Linked DNA regions of Triticum aestivum: region 2 is linked to region 1. A link is a contact called in public Hi-C data. All regions are on one chromosome and are shown on one strand. Each heading gives the region's core, a stretch centred on a gene start, on an enhancer-like site or on the middle of the called end of the contact. The rest is flanking DNA. Distances are from core to core; before and after follow the strand shown. Region 1 holds the start of LOC123141789 (G-type lectin S-receptor-like serine/threonine-protein kinase At1g34300). Region 2 holds the start of LOC123145447 (PLAT domain-containing protein 3).

Region 1 (6,939 bases), core at 514-3,013:
GAGCGCAGAGATGAAACCTCCATTGTAGGCAGCAGATGACAACAAAGCAGACGATGTTTTGCGACACATGTGTGTTGTGAATTACTCCCTCCTTAAAAGGGTTTATATTTAGAAATGGAGGGAGTACAAATTTTACAATAACGTTTAACCAATGCCTATGCTCTACGTCTATTGTTCCAAGGAAAAGGTTTCCTTGGGCTTACGATCGAGTCAACTGTAGAGCATCCCATAGCTTAAACGATCTCGTCGCTACCACGAGGAACACCATTTGCCGAGGTCGACACTGAGTTCACGGTGCTCGTCCCCGTGGTCCACAGGTTCGCCGCCGCCGGCGTTGCCATGAGATGCTGGAACGGGTTCGCGGGCGGAGCAATGTCCATCTCGCCCTCGAGCATCTTCACCACCACACCCATCGGCGGCCTCGCCTCCGGCTGCTGCTGCACACACCAGAACGCCACCTCGCACATCCTATGCGCTGCCTTCTTGTCTTCCTCGCACGCGCCGTCACAACTCGCCACGACTTCCATTAGCTCGCCGCTCTCGTACTTCGTCCACGCCAGCTTTGGGAACCACTGCTGGCTCTCCGGCGCGGCCTCGTCGAAGTTCCTCCTCCGGCCGAGGATCTCGAACAAGAGGATGCCGAAGCTGTAGACGTCGCACTTCTCGGTGGCGCCGGCCTGCATCCACATCTCCGGCGCGGCGTACCCGGGCGTGCCGCGCATCCCAGAGACGGTCTTGTGCGTGTCCGCCCGGTTCAGCAGCTGCGCGAGGCCGAAGTCGGCCACTTTGGGCGTGAGGCCGCCGTCGAGGAGGACGTTGCCGGGCTTGATGTCGTAGTGCACGATCTTCTGCTGGCACTCCTCGTGGAGGTACCGGAGCCCCCTGGCGACGCCGACGGCGATGGCGCGCAATGTCTGGAAGCCGACGTAGCGGCTCCGGTCGAAGAGGTACGAGTCGAGCGCGCCGTGCTCCATGTACTCGTACACCAGCGCGCGCACGCCGGCGTCGTAGCAGAAGCCGAACAGCCTGACCAGGTTGATGTGATGCGTCCTCCCGATGGTGCCCACCTCCGCCATGAACTGCTCCTGCGAGGTCCTGTCGTCGTGGCCGGGGTGGAGGCGCTTCACGGCGACCATGAGGCCGTTGGGAAGCATGCCCTTGTAGACTGCGCCGAAGCCGCCGGCGCCGAGCCGGGCGGAGTAGTTGTTGGTGAAGCCCGAGAGCTGCTGCGGAGTGAACCGGATGGGCTTCTTGCCGGCGATCTCCTTGAGGAACCGCTCGACGGTGGCGTCCCGTATCTGGGAGTCCGGCACCACAGCGTACAGCGTCGTGCTCCCCGCCGGCGCGGGGCTGGTGGTGTTGATGTTGATGGCCGGGAGGCCGTTCTTCTTGACGCACCTGTACACGAAGTAGACTATGGCGACGGATCCCAGGATGCTCAGCACCGAAACAACTGCATGAATGAGATGCAAAAATCGGAGTTAGACACACATCATCTTGGATTATTGTTCAGTGTTAGATCTGTTGGGAGCGCACCGACGATGATGGTAAGGAATGAGTTGGTGGTTCTGGAGACTTGTTTGTTAAAATCGTCGCCGAATGATGGTGGTGCGTTGTCAGTGGGGAACGGGAAGGGGGTGGTAGACATGCTGATGACTTGGTTTGCTCGTCTGGGAGAAGAAGAAATGGGTTCTACAATGGAAGGTTAAGCAAGGACGATTCTGCAGCTTTACATGCGGTCTGGGCTGAAATAGGAGATCCTTGGTCATGATCGACATAGAAGCGGCCACTGTTTTTGTTTTGTTTTCAAGTACTACTAGCACGCCACCCATTCAACACGGCGAAGATCCTTGGAAAGAACGTAAACGCGTGAAGAAAATCCGTGTCAAACTTTTGCTGCGAACGGTCAGCTCGATCGGACGCCAATCATGTCATTGCAGCTGCAGATTCCGTCCAAGAAATTTGGAACAGTGAAGGTCAAGATGACGCAGCAAAACCCTCACTCTTTCTTATCCTCAGGTGTTTGAAGAATTGGTCAAGACAGATAGAGTTCAGCCAAGCGAAGTTTAATTTTCTTTTTCTTTTACCATGCAAAAGCTTTGCGTGTCGATGTATTAGAAGAAGAAGAAGAAGAAGAAGAAAGAGCAATTACAGACTATCTGGCGGCTTGCCGCGGTTACAAAGGACAACACGGTGACCGTGGACGGGCTACCGCAACACCCGCAAAACAACGCCTTACCATGCTCGTGGATCGTATCTCCAGGTTTCTGCCAAAGTCTACACTGGAATGCAGCCGCGTTGGCTAAACCGAAGGTCAAACACTCAAACTATATACCAAGATAAGCAAACAATATGCTAATAATGCAAGTGATAAGCGACAAAGACCCCTATTAAAGGTGAACAGTTTGGGAAGAGCTCGATGAGGCCATGGAAGGCGTCGGGCTTTGGGTCACCGGAGGAAGACGATTTAGGGATCGCCGAAAGAAGACGATTTGCCGATTTAGATTTAGGAATTCGAGTGATCGAGGGAGGTGGAGAATGCACGTGGTGTAAAATTTGATGAGGTCGAGGATCCGGGCAAAACTAAAGACGAAACACCAAAAATCACACGTCGGGTTTTTAGAATTTCAGTTTCTAAAAAAAAGATTTTTAGAATTTTAGAGTGAACGGCTATTGGACGGTAGGATATTAGTCATGAATCTTGAAGCAGTATAAACGGCTACATTAGCGCACAAAGTCGGTCGTGAAGGATATTAGTCACCAACTCACCCGACGACGACCACATCCCTGGCGAGATGCTCCACCGCGCGCGCTCATCTGTGCATATTGTTTTTATGAATCAAATTTTTTGTAGAACTTTCCATCTGTAAAAAAATAGCATCATGGCGAATTGTGAAATAGTTTGTTCTACTAGCAAAATTTTGTTTTCATTAGACTATTTTCATATATTTTCCCTTTTTCCATCGTCTTATACAAAACAATGGCAATTTAGGTTCACACATAATAGCAATTCATATTTGTTAAGTTTTTCATTTCATGTTCCTAAGATATGACACATTTTAGTTTCTTGTGCATGTCATTTTTTAAATTCCATACACGTCACTTACATAAGGTAAGCTTACGTTAAAACATCTCCCGTCATGGCAACCTTGCACCGTTTGTGCGTTTTTGGTTTTGATCTACGTCATGCCAATTTTTCTACAAGTTTAGTCTTTCTACAGTTCCATGCAAATTTTACTATGCACGATTTTTGTCGTATTGTAATAGACGTCAGCATTTTTTTTGTATATAACATGGCCATTATTGTACACTGCATGTTAATGTTAATACTTATTGCATATGCCATAAAGTTTCTGTTTTTTTGTATATACAATTTTGTTTTTGGACAACTTCGACACTTTTTTATTTTTTGTGCAAAGAGAATTCTGTTGGGCCAGGAGGCCTAGCTAAGGACCCGCGTGACGTCCTGTTCATGCGGGGGGTTTGCTGAATCGAACGAAATCGTTCGCGGGGGGCAGGGGGGTGTCAGTGGCAACGAACCTTCCATTTTTATTTGCTGCACCCCACCCTCACCTCAGATATGACGTCTCCCCATAGTTGGGTCCAAAGAAGGAAACAAAAGAATCTAGCACTCTAATGTATGCAGAAGTGCTAGTGTGGCTATCGTTCATGTCCATGTGTGCTAGATTGATTACGAGGAGCACAAACCAAACATCAACGATGAGAGAAGTATAGAAATCACCCTCAATCTCCACGGCACACATGAGTCCACGACACGTGGTCAACATCACAATCCGTGGTCAAAAGCACCAATATTTTTACATGTCAACTGCAAAACCACTCAAGGGAATCATTTATATGGCTTTGAAGATTTGAGTGTAAATAATACTCCCTTCGATTCATATTAATTGACGCTGCTTTAATATTGGAGGGAGCAACAAAATTGAGTTCAAGGGTTATGCCACTATTCAGGTAGATTTAAGTGCGGTTTCTATATTTCTTTCACCAAATATTAGAAACTGAAATGAGGCCCAGGCCCAGGCACTCCATCTTTGCTGCACTAGTAATAATCAAACGAGGAGGCATCAGTATGCGCCAGGGCTATGTCTCACCTATACCATTCCTATTAGGGAATCGCCTACACGCTGACTACTACGGGCCGACTCTTTAGCTGTGTCGTTCGATGCATTCCATACATTCAGTTCGTTTTCTTTTTCTTTTTCTTTGTTATGTTCTCAGTTTTCTTTGGGGTTTTTTCTTTATTCTTTGGTTTTCTTTCTTTCTTGGGTTTTCAGTTTTTTTCGTTTCTTCGCTTTTTTTGTTTCTTTTGTTGGTTTTTGTTTTTATAACACACTAGCAAACATGCACGTGTGCTGTCACGGGAGAAAAAGATCACGCCTTATACACATACACGATGACATCAACAAATCGTCAAAATCTTTTACGATGCCACATAACAAACAACATGATAAGTGGTGTTGCTCAAAACATAAAGGTGGGATGATTTTTGTAGTGTACTCAAGTTGTTTCCAAAAAACTTTATGGGCACAATTTCAAATAATATGAAAATCAATGTTAAGCCATTTGTTTACATAAAGCTCGTATTAGCAGGTTAGTGTACATCATTGTATATAGGTTGGTTATTGTGCACTGTGTGAAATATAGGGTATGGTTATATAAGTATTGTAACCTTTAGCATATGGTAGCCTGTAGGAATCATCATCTCCTATGATGTCAATAATATCTTTCGTGAGAGCATGAAACTGTCGTATCTACTCAATTTAAATGGGGTCGGATATAATAAGCATTTCAGAAATACCCCTCTAAAGAACGTATTAACTAAGATTACACCCTAAATGTAATTTTATAAATAATTAACATGCAAGATAATAGCATATTTTAATCTACACATTTTTCTGAGGGATTTGTATATATAAAATGTTAGATTTGGAGTTAGGATTTGAAAGATAAATAATTTTAAAAAAATTGAATCTGCCAAAAAGAAAACAGAAAGGTTAAAAATAATTTGAATCGGCCAAAAAAGAAAAAAGAGAGTTCAAACAGAAAGTTGTTGGGCCAAGGTTGTAATATTGTGCAACCCGTGTACTAAGAATTCGGAAAAAAAAGAAAGAAAATAGAAAGAGGATAACCGAAAGAGAGTGGCAATGGAGCGGACGAGCTCGCTTGGTCCTGGATTCTGGACCAATGGCAGAAGGTCACGTGGTGGCAATAACTACGGGCGGTGTAAATACTAGTTGATGTATGGCAGCGGAAAGGTGCAGATACGTGTGTGAGCCACTATGTACGTCTTGACGGAGTAAGCCGATGCCGTGACGGATGCCGTGACCGCAACAGGTAAGTAACGATGACGTGCCATTAATACAGGACGCCTGCACTCCCTGCACGACATGTGATTGTGCATGGTAAAAACTGTTGCCATGCTACAAACTCTATGCAATTTGCTTACAATTATTTTCAATGGATGTAAAACTAGCATGGTCCAGAAAAGCGATTTGCCATCGCTTGAAATTTTGAATTTACAAAATGAATGTAAACTTGCTGCGGTCAAGAAACAAGTAAATTCCCATGGCTCTGAAAATAAATTTGTCGTAGCTCTGAACATAAATCATTCACGGCAAATTAATGCAATTGGCCATGGTAAAAATGTTGTGGTGCTACAAACTCTGCTTTTTCAGTTTTTTGTGCGTCTAAAATTGCACAAGAATTTTTGTCATGCCCCAAAACTAGCCCTGGTCCAGAACTTCAATTTACCATGTCTTAGATGTTGAATTTGCAAATTGATGCAAAACTTGCCATGGACCAGGAAATAGTAAATTGACATGGCTGTGAAAATCAATTTGCCATGGTTAACAAAGTTGTCGTGATATAAACTAGGAGCGCACTTTGTTAAAAAAAACCAATCGAGCGAACACTCTAGTATTATTATTAATTTTTTTTTCTTTTCTAGTGTTCCTTACATTTTATTTTCTATTTTTTTACTCTTTTGAGTAAAATACACGTGCTAAAAATATAAAATATTCACGTACATCGAAGAAATTTGTGGGTATACAAAAATTCCGCGTGTATTTGAAAAATATTTTTATATGTGTGTTAATAATATTCACCGTGTTAATTAAAAAATCATCGCATATTTTTTACAAATTCATAATGTATTTTAAAACATATTTGTCATGCACTAAAAATTATTCATAGTGTAATTCAAATGTATACATTGTGTAATATAAAAAAATTCATCATGCGTTAATACTTTTTATAGTTACATCAACAAATTTTTTAAAATCTGTGAAAGTGTACATCGTTTATTAAAAAATGTTCATTGGAAAATTTAAAAAAAAATGGTCCTTTTGTATTTAAAAAATCATCATGTTTTTCAATATTGTTCATAGTATGTTCGACATGTTTTTATAAAAAAGTATGTTCAAAACATTTTCACCATGTATTTAAAAATGTGATTGTGTATCTTAGCAAACGTCAGCACATTCATAAATTATTCACCATATATTTACGAAAATATCTTACATGTCTTCGAAAAATGTTCAACGCGTGTTTAAAAAAAAATACTCATGTATATTTGAAAAAAATTAAGCGTGCATTTGACAAATGTTCACCGATTCCGTGAGCAGGAGAGCTCGTCCGCTCCTATGTATTTCCGTGCAATCCATATTGTAAAAGGCTATGTCCCAACTAAGGGCATCTCCAACGCCGGCCCTCAAACCTCCCACAACCGTCCGGACCGCACTGTCCAGACCATGAAAGCCATCCAACGCGGACCTGTATCGGTCAGCGGCGCTGTCCGGACGCGTTTTCTCCCGCAAACTGGAGACAAACGTGGGAGGCCCCAGCTAAGGGCATCTCCAACGCCGACCCTCAAACCTCCCACAAGCGTTCGGACCGCGCTGTCCAGAGCGCGAAAGCCAT
Region 2 (6,392 bases), core at 2,248-4,747, 180 kb after region 1:
AAATAATAAAAATTACATCCAGATCCGTAGACCACATAGCGACGACTACAAGCACTGAAGCGAGCCGAAGGCGCGCCGCTGTCATCGCCTCTCCCTTGCCGGAGCCGGGCAAACGTTGTTGTAGTAGACAGTCGGGAAGTCGTCGTGCTAAGGCCCCGTAGAACCAACGCATCAGAACAGCAACCGTCGTAGATGAAGAGTGTAGATCAAAAGGATCCAACTTGAAGACACACGAACGAAGACGAACGACGAACAGATCCGAGCAAATCCACCAAAGACAGATCCGCCGGAGACACACCTCCACACGCCCACCGATGATGCTAGACGCATCACCGGAACGGGGCTAGGCGGGGAGACCTTTATTCCATCTTCAGGGAGCCGCCGCCGTCTCGCCTTTCTGAGTAGGACATAAACCCTAACAAAGCTAAAAAAAAGATCTAAAAGCGGAGCCCTCCCACCGGCAAGGGCCGAGATCCACTCCGTCTCCATGGCCCTAAGGCCACCAGAGACGGGACGGACCGGTGCCAGCGGGAGGCAGAGAACCCTAGATCTTGGGCCGCTGCGTTTGCTGAGACGCGCCCTCCTCCTCCGCCCGGGGTTGAAGGTAACGCACTCGTCACCCAAACAATGAAGGAAAGCTTTTTTCGAAGAACAGTTGTGCTTCTAAAAAAACATAGTTTGTGCTTTCATGAGTGTGCTTTTCAAAAAGGGGAAAACATAATTGTGCATTCCAAATAAGGGAAAAGCACAATCTATCTTCTACAGAAAGCACATCTAGTGCTTCCCCGAAAAAAAAGAAAAACACAGCATGTGCTTTCAAAAAGAAGTGAAAACCGGAATCATCCTTTCAGGTTATGATTTCTTTCTTGTGGTTTTTATTCGTTTTTCTGGTTTTTTTATTCCAATTTCTCTTAAAAAAGATAGTTCAAACATATAAATTATTTTGAACAAAAAATCTATGAAAAAAGAGAAAACTCCTATATTGCGACAAAGTGGTGCACATGCTGCATGCCACTTGTCAGGAGCAGAGAAGGTGGGTAATGGCCTTTGCAAGGACGAACCCTTAAGTAGTGATTTTGCTATTATACGCGTCACGCGGTAGAAAGCGAGCAATTGCGCACCCCTCTACTCGTCAGAGCTCTTTGGGTCGGCCCATGTGCGGATCGGGGCGGCCGTTTTTTCATCTTATTGTTTTTATTTATTTATCCTCTTTTAATATAAAAAATGTTCATGAATCCCGAATTCAGAAAAAAAGTTTGGTATTTCAATAGAAGTAATGAAATTCGAAAAATGTTTACAAATTCCAAATTCAACTAATTAGTCAGGATTTCAGAAAAACTTATGAAAATAAAAATGTTTGCAAATCACAAATTAAAAAAAATGTTTGGGATTTCAAAAAATGAAATTAATTTTTTCCATGATTTTTAAAAATGTTCTCGAAATTCAAAATTTCTGAAAAACTGTCTAGGATTTCAAAAAATATTCCTAAATTTCACCAATTTGAAGAAATGATCCTGTTTTTTGTAACATGCTCATGAATTTGAAAATATGATCTTGGATTTATGAAAAATGTTCACGAACTTGAGAAATATTCATGGTTTCAAAATATATTCCTTGAGGTAAAAAATGTTCACAGACTTGCAAAACGTTCTCAAAGTTTAGAAAACATTAATGAACTTTAAAGCTGTTCCCATATTTCAAAAAAATCACGAATTTAAAATTTTATTTCCATATTTCCGAAAATTTTAATGAAAATGTAAAGAGCAAAAAAAATAAAGGAAAGAAGAAGAGAAAACCGAAAAAAATAATGAAAAGAGTAAAAAAAAGGGTTTTGGAGAAATAGAGAAGATACGAAATGGGCCAGCCCAGTACTGCAGGCGTGAAAGCTCGTTTAGTCGCTATCCCCCGACCTGCGCGGGGAATAGGATCCGACGACATCTAGCTCTACGGACGGACGGTGAGTCCGATTTGCGGCACGGCATTGGAGATGCCCTCAGTCATTTCTCCCTTTTTCATCGTATATAGAACATCTTCGCAGAGAATCCTCTGGGAAAAATCTTATTTGACAAAAAACAGGTTGAGTGGGCGTTAGTCGGCAGATACCCAGAAATATTTCCTCTAAATTATAATCACCCGTTGTTTATAAATTGCTCGCTGAATGCTGATTCCACTCTAATGTTTTAATTTTGATGAGCCGCGCGCCCTGAAAGCGTCGAGAAATCATCAACCACCGTGGCACGCACGTCGTGTGCAGGTGCATTGACATTCTAGCTCGAGCTACTATCCGCGCGGGAGCCGGACACCACGAGTAGGCTACGCTGCTGCACCACGGACGCCGTCTGCCGGTGGCTAGAGCTTGGAACTGAATCTACAGTCATGCACCGGCCAGCAGAGAGAAGACATGTTACTGATGTAGGAGTGCATGAAAACATGGACAAGATCCACACAAATGGAGATGCCATATCGACATCATCAACGTACAAAACAGCCACCGCAACTAATCACAACTCTCACTAATGGCACACAGTACAAATCAGGTCCCGATTATTTCGCCACCACCAGCAGCACGAACTCATCTAGTAGTACATCTCCGCGTCCGGCGCGGCGCACGCGGATCACGGGGCCGGCACGAACGGCCCCGCAGCTTATTGCTACCAACCACACACGATGACGAAGAGGCCGGCGTACAGCTTACTCGATCTTACTCCTCGGCGGCGGTGCCATCGGCGGGGCAGCGGTCGACGACGGCCTCGAGCTTGTAGGGCGCGGCGTCGGTGGCGAGCCACTGCTCGACGGTGAAGAGCTGCTGGGCGCAGCCGCGGTGCGGGCCGGTGACGGTGACCTCCACGTAGTTGCAGTACCAGCCGTGGTGCGCGCCGGTGCCGTCGGAGGACACCCTCATGCGGCAGGGCGCGCCGGCCATGCACGGCCCGCGCCCGCTGAAGATGTCCAGGTTGCCGCGCTCGAAGTAGGAGTGGCCCCCCCACATGAGCCCGCCCCACGACGGCAGGTCCGCGATCGCCACGCCGTCGGCGTTGCCCGCCGTGTAGAGCTCCAGCGTGATGTTGGCGTCCGTCCCGGCCTTCCAGATCGACCCCGTGCGCACGTACACCGTGTACACGCACTCCTGGCTGTCGCCGCCCACCGCGCCACCGCCCTTGGTCAGCTGCGGATCCGTCGAAGCCGGCAAGGTAAACGCGATGAGTACACGAGCAGAGCAATAATCATGTCGCGAGGAGAGGAGAGGGAGGACGGTGAGTCACCTTGATCTGGGTCGGGAGATCGCGGCCATGCGCCAGCGCGGCGGCGGAGACGGCGACGGCGAAGGCGAGGAGGAGGGCGGCGAGCCGAGCCATGGCTGACGGGTCGGAGCGCGATCGAGCTTGGTGTCTTCAGATGCGGAGATTGCTGGGGGGGAGTGGATGGTATAAAATGGAAGTGGGTGATGAGGCCGCGTGGGGCCTTGGCTGTCACCGTGCCACCGTGGCGTCGATCCGATCCGGAAAGCTTTTAAAAACTGTGCAGTTTTGTCCCTGCTCGTCTGAATTAATCCTGCATTATTCAATGGACGCATCATGGCCGACAGAGGACAGACAGGGCCGCGCCACCCGCCCCGCTCCCTCCACAGTTGCTCGTTCCAAATATCTTCATACTAATACTAGTAGTACGATACGAACACTGAGTTCGAAAGAAAAGATCGTCAAGCAATGAAACAACCTAGGATCCGATCGCAATGACAGAAGGTCTAAGCTTAAGATGATCTATACATCGTGGAATTTGAAGCAGTTAGAGCAACTTCAATGGGGCGACCCAAACGGACGGCGATTTCGTCCGTTTTTTGTCCGTTTGGGTCGGCCGCCCGTTCGACGTCCGACCTCTTTTAGATTTGAGTCGGCAGGGCACCCAATGCGCCGGCCCATTTTATGTCCGCGCGCAATTTTTTTAGAAAAAAGGCCCACGGCCATAGATCATGCCAGTGGCCATGTCGTCGCCCTGGTTTTGGTGCTCCAGCGTGCGGGAAAGGATCGCGCGCGGGAAAAAATCGGCCTAGCGCGCTGGTTTTGGCGCACCGCGTCCGGCGCGCGTTATTAAGAAGGCGTTCCCTCCACACTCTGTCGGCCGCCCACTCGCTTCGCCGCCTCGCCGCCTCTGCGCCACCATGTCGATGCGCCGCCTGGGCGCTTCGGATTTTCGCAGAGTCCGCGAGCGCCGCTTCGGCGCCTTCTCCTTCGAAATCTGGTTTGGTGAAAAACGCCTCAGTCTCGGCACCTTCGACACCGCAGAGGAGGCGGCCCGCGCGTACGACGCGGCGGCGTGGCGCCTCCGACGGCCTCGTCGGGAGATGAATTTTCCCGACGCGTCGACGAGCCAGCGGGCGCAGGATCTTGCACCTCTCCCGCGGCTTTTCACCGACGAGGATCGTCGTGACAACCGGAGGCGGCAGCGTCGCCTCGCCATCGCCGAGATGGATGTGGAAGCCATGGCGGTGTGGCGCGAACGCTTCCCGCAGGACATCGTCAACGAGCGCCAGTTCTACAAGCAACGGAGGACGGAGGGCGAGGCAAGGAGGACGGAGCGAGCCGCCTATCGGGAGAACAAGCGTGCGCGGAAGCAGGCCGCTCAATTGAAAATGGAGCTAGGAGAAGCGTCGTCCTGGGACTCCGAGGACGAGCGGTATGCTGATGCCTACATTCAGACGTCGGAGAAGGACATTACCGAGTCAGAGTCGGAAAACGACGAGTAGTTAATCTTTTCTTTTAACAGTCTATGCTATGAACTATCTATGTATCCTTAAATTATCCGGCCACCCCAACGAGTAGTTCATCTTTCTTTTAACAGTTGATCCTTGGTACTATCTATGTTGAATTGGCAGGCGGCGTCGGCGACGAAGGAGGCGGGCGAGGGGCGATGTTGGATGGGGAGAGGGCAATGTGCCACCGACCAGCGGGACCGGGAAGAGGAGAGGGCGAGCGCGCGCGTCCGTCTCGTGTCCGCGCCGACGCAAATCCGGCTAAAAATGGGCCGGGAATGGGTCGCCCACGGACGAAAAGCGGACACGTGTTTGAGTCGGCGCGTTGGACCGCTTTTTGTGTCCGCGCCGACCCAAACGGATGGCGGAAGACGAAATGGATCGCCCATTAGAGTTGCTCTTATAGTAGTACTAGTAACAAATATGAGGGACACCTCTCAAACAAAACCAAATAAAGACATGAGCATTGAAGACCATGAACGTGTCCCAAGGGAATCCCAGAAGACAAGGCCCTGGTAAACGGCACGGCACAGGGTACTAATAATACGATCCCCATCGCGGCAGGACCGGATCTGTTCTTCCCCGTGCGTGGGTTGCTCTCATGTTGGCCATGTTATGCCACATGCCGCCACATTACTAGACCCACCTCGCATTTAACATCTCCAGATTTGCTAAAACAACCTATCCCTCCCCTTGATCAAATGCATAATTGGATCAACACTGCAGGCTTCTATGATTAGCAAGAATCCAATGAGAATTTTGGACTATGAGCTAAGATTTCCATGTCCCCTAATTACAGCATGAAGCACAACCAGTTCAGTATTCAGGGCTTCTGTAGTTCGGATGCTTCCTGGGAATTATGCCGAGATTTCGCACAAGACACAGTTCAGTTACGGGTAGATTCAGGAAAATGTCCCGTGAAGCAAAAGATGGCCCGAGTAATTTACTTAAACCTGACTTCGCTGGAAACATTTTATCAAACCAATCCGAGTGTGGCAGACAACTGCAAATACAAGAAACAAACCTTGGGACCAGCCGGGCCGCAGTGATACGAGCTTACCCAGGCAACAATACTGGATTCTACCTAGTGTACAGTTACAGACTAAGTGCACCAGCACTCCTGGTGACACCAATCAGTCAAATTGTTGGCGCAGGGCCATCTCAGTTTCGCTCTTCCACGATGCATGTGACGATTGCCCTCTCATCCTCTTCACTTTCTCCTTGTCTTTTACAGCAGAACCCTTCTTCTTCTCTGGCTCTTTAGCCTGCACCGGTCTGTCGTTGCAAACAGGGCATACCATTCCTTGCGCATGTGAATAGGTCTTTGGTATACCACACTGGAGGCACATTCTACAAATCGAAGAGAAAAAAACACAGTGAGGAGTCCTGTATAAGGCATATACCAGGAATGACAACAGATCGTATAAACAATTCAGCCATATATGTGCTTTTGTTCAGTTATTTCGTAGTTGTATTAGTGAAACAAAGTGGCCATCTGTTACCTTAGAAGCTCGGCAGCATCTTCTGGACCAGGATTTGCAGCGCCTATTTTCCTCTTTCCTTCAACAGAACCTGGAGGGTTGGCACCATTCTTCATGTCACTGCTAACTCGTTCGTGACCAGCAACCAACTGTGGTTTCGC

The links. Hi-C and Micro-C count contacts between places; a contact is called where the count stands out from the background.
Region 2: a contact with region 1 is called in a Hi-C map of leaf, with 4 times the contacts expected there. The contact joins the promoter of LOC123145447 here to the promoter of LOC123141789 in region 1. A contact is called at or near these places in 2 of 5 Hi-C or Micro-C datasets (both in leaf).

Annotation. Positions count from the first base shown.
Region 1 is chr6D:409,557,999-409,564,937 of IWGSC CS RefSeq v2.1, forward strand. It overlaps LOC123141789 (G-type lectin S-receptor-like serine/threonine-protein kinase At1g34300), which reads right to left and starts at 1,764. Exons shown (of 2, transcript XM_044560864.1): 1 at 1,537-1,764; 2 at 73-1,453. The coding sequence starts at 1,648. The coding sequence ends at 234.
Region 2 is chr6D:409,735,687-409,742,078 of IWGSC CS RefSeq v2.1, forward strand. It overlaps LOC123145447 (PLAT domain-containing protein 3), which reads right to left and starts at 3,498. Exons shown (of 2, transcript XM_044564860.1): 1 at 3,264-3,498; 2 at 2,392-3,166. The coding sequence starts at 3,356. The coding sequence ends at 2,702. It overlaps LOC123145448, which reads right to left. Exons shown (of 4, transcript XM_044564861.1): 3 at 6,253-6,392; 4 at 5,693-6,100. The coding sequence ends at 5,884.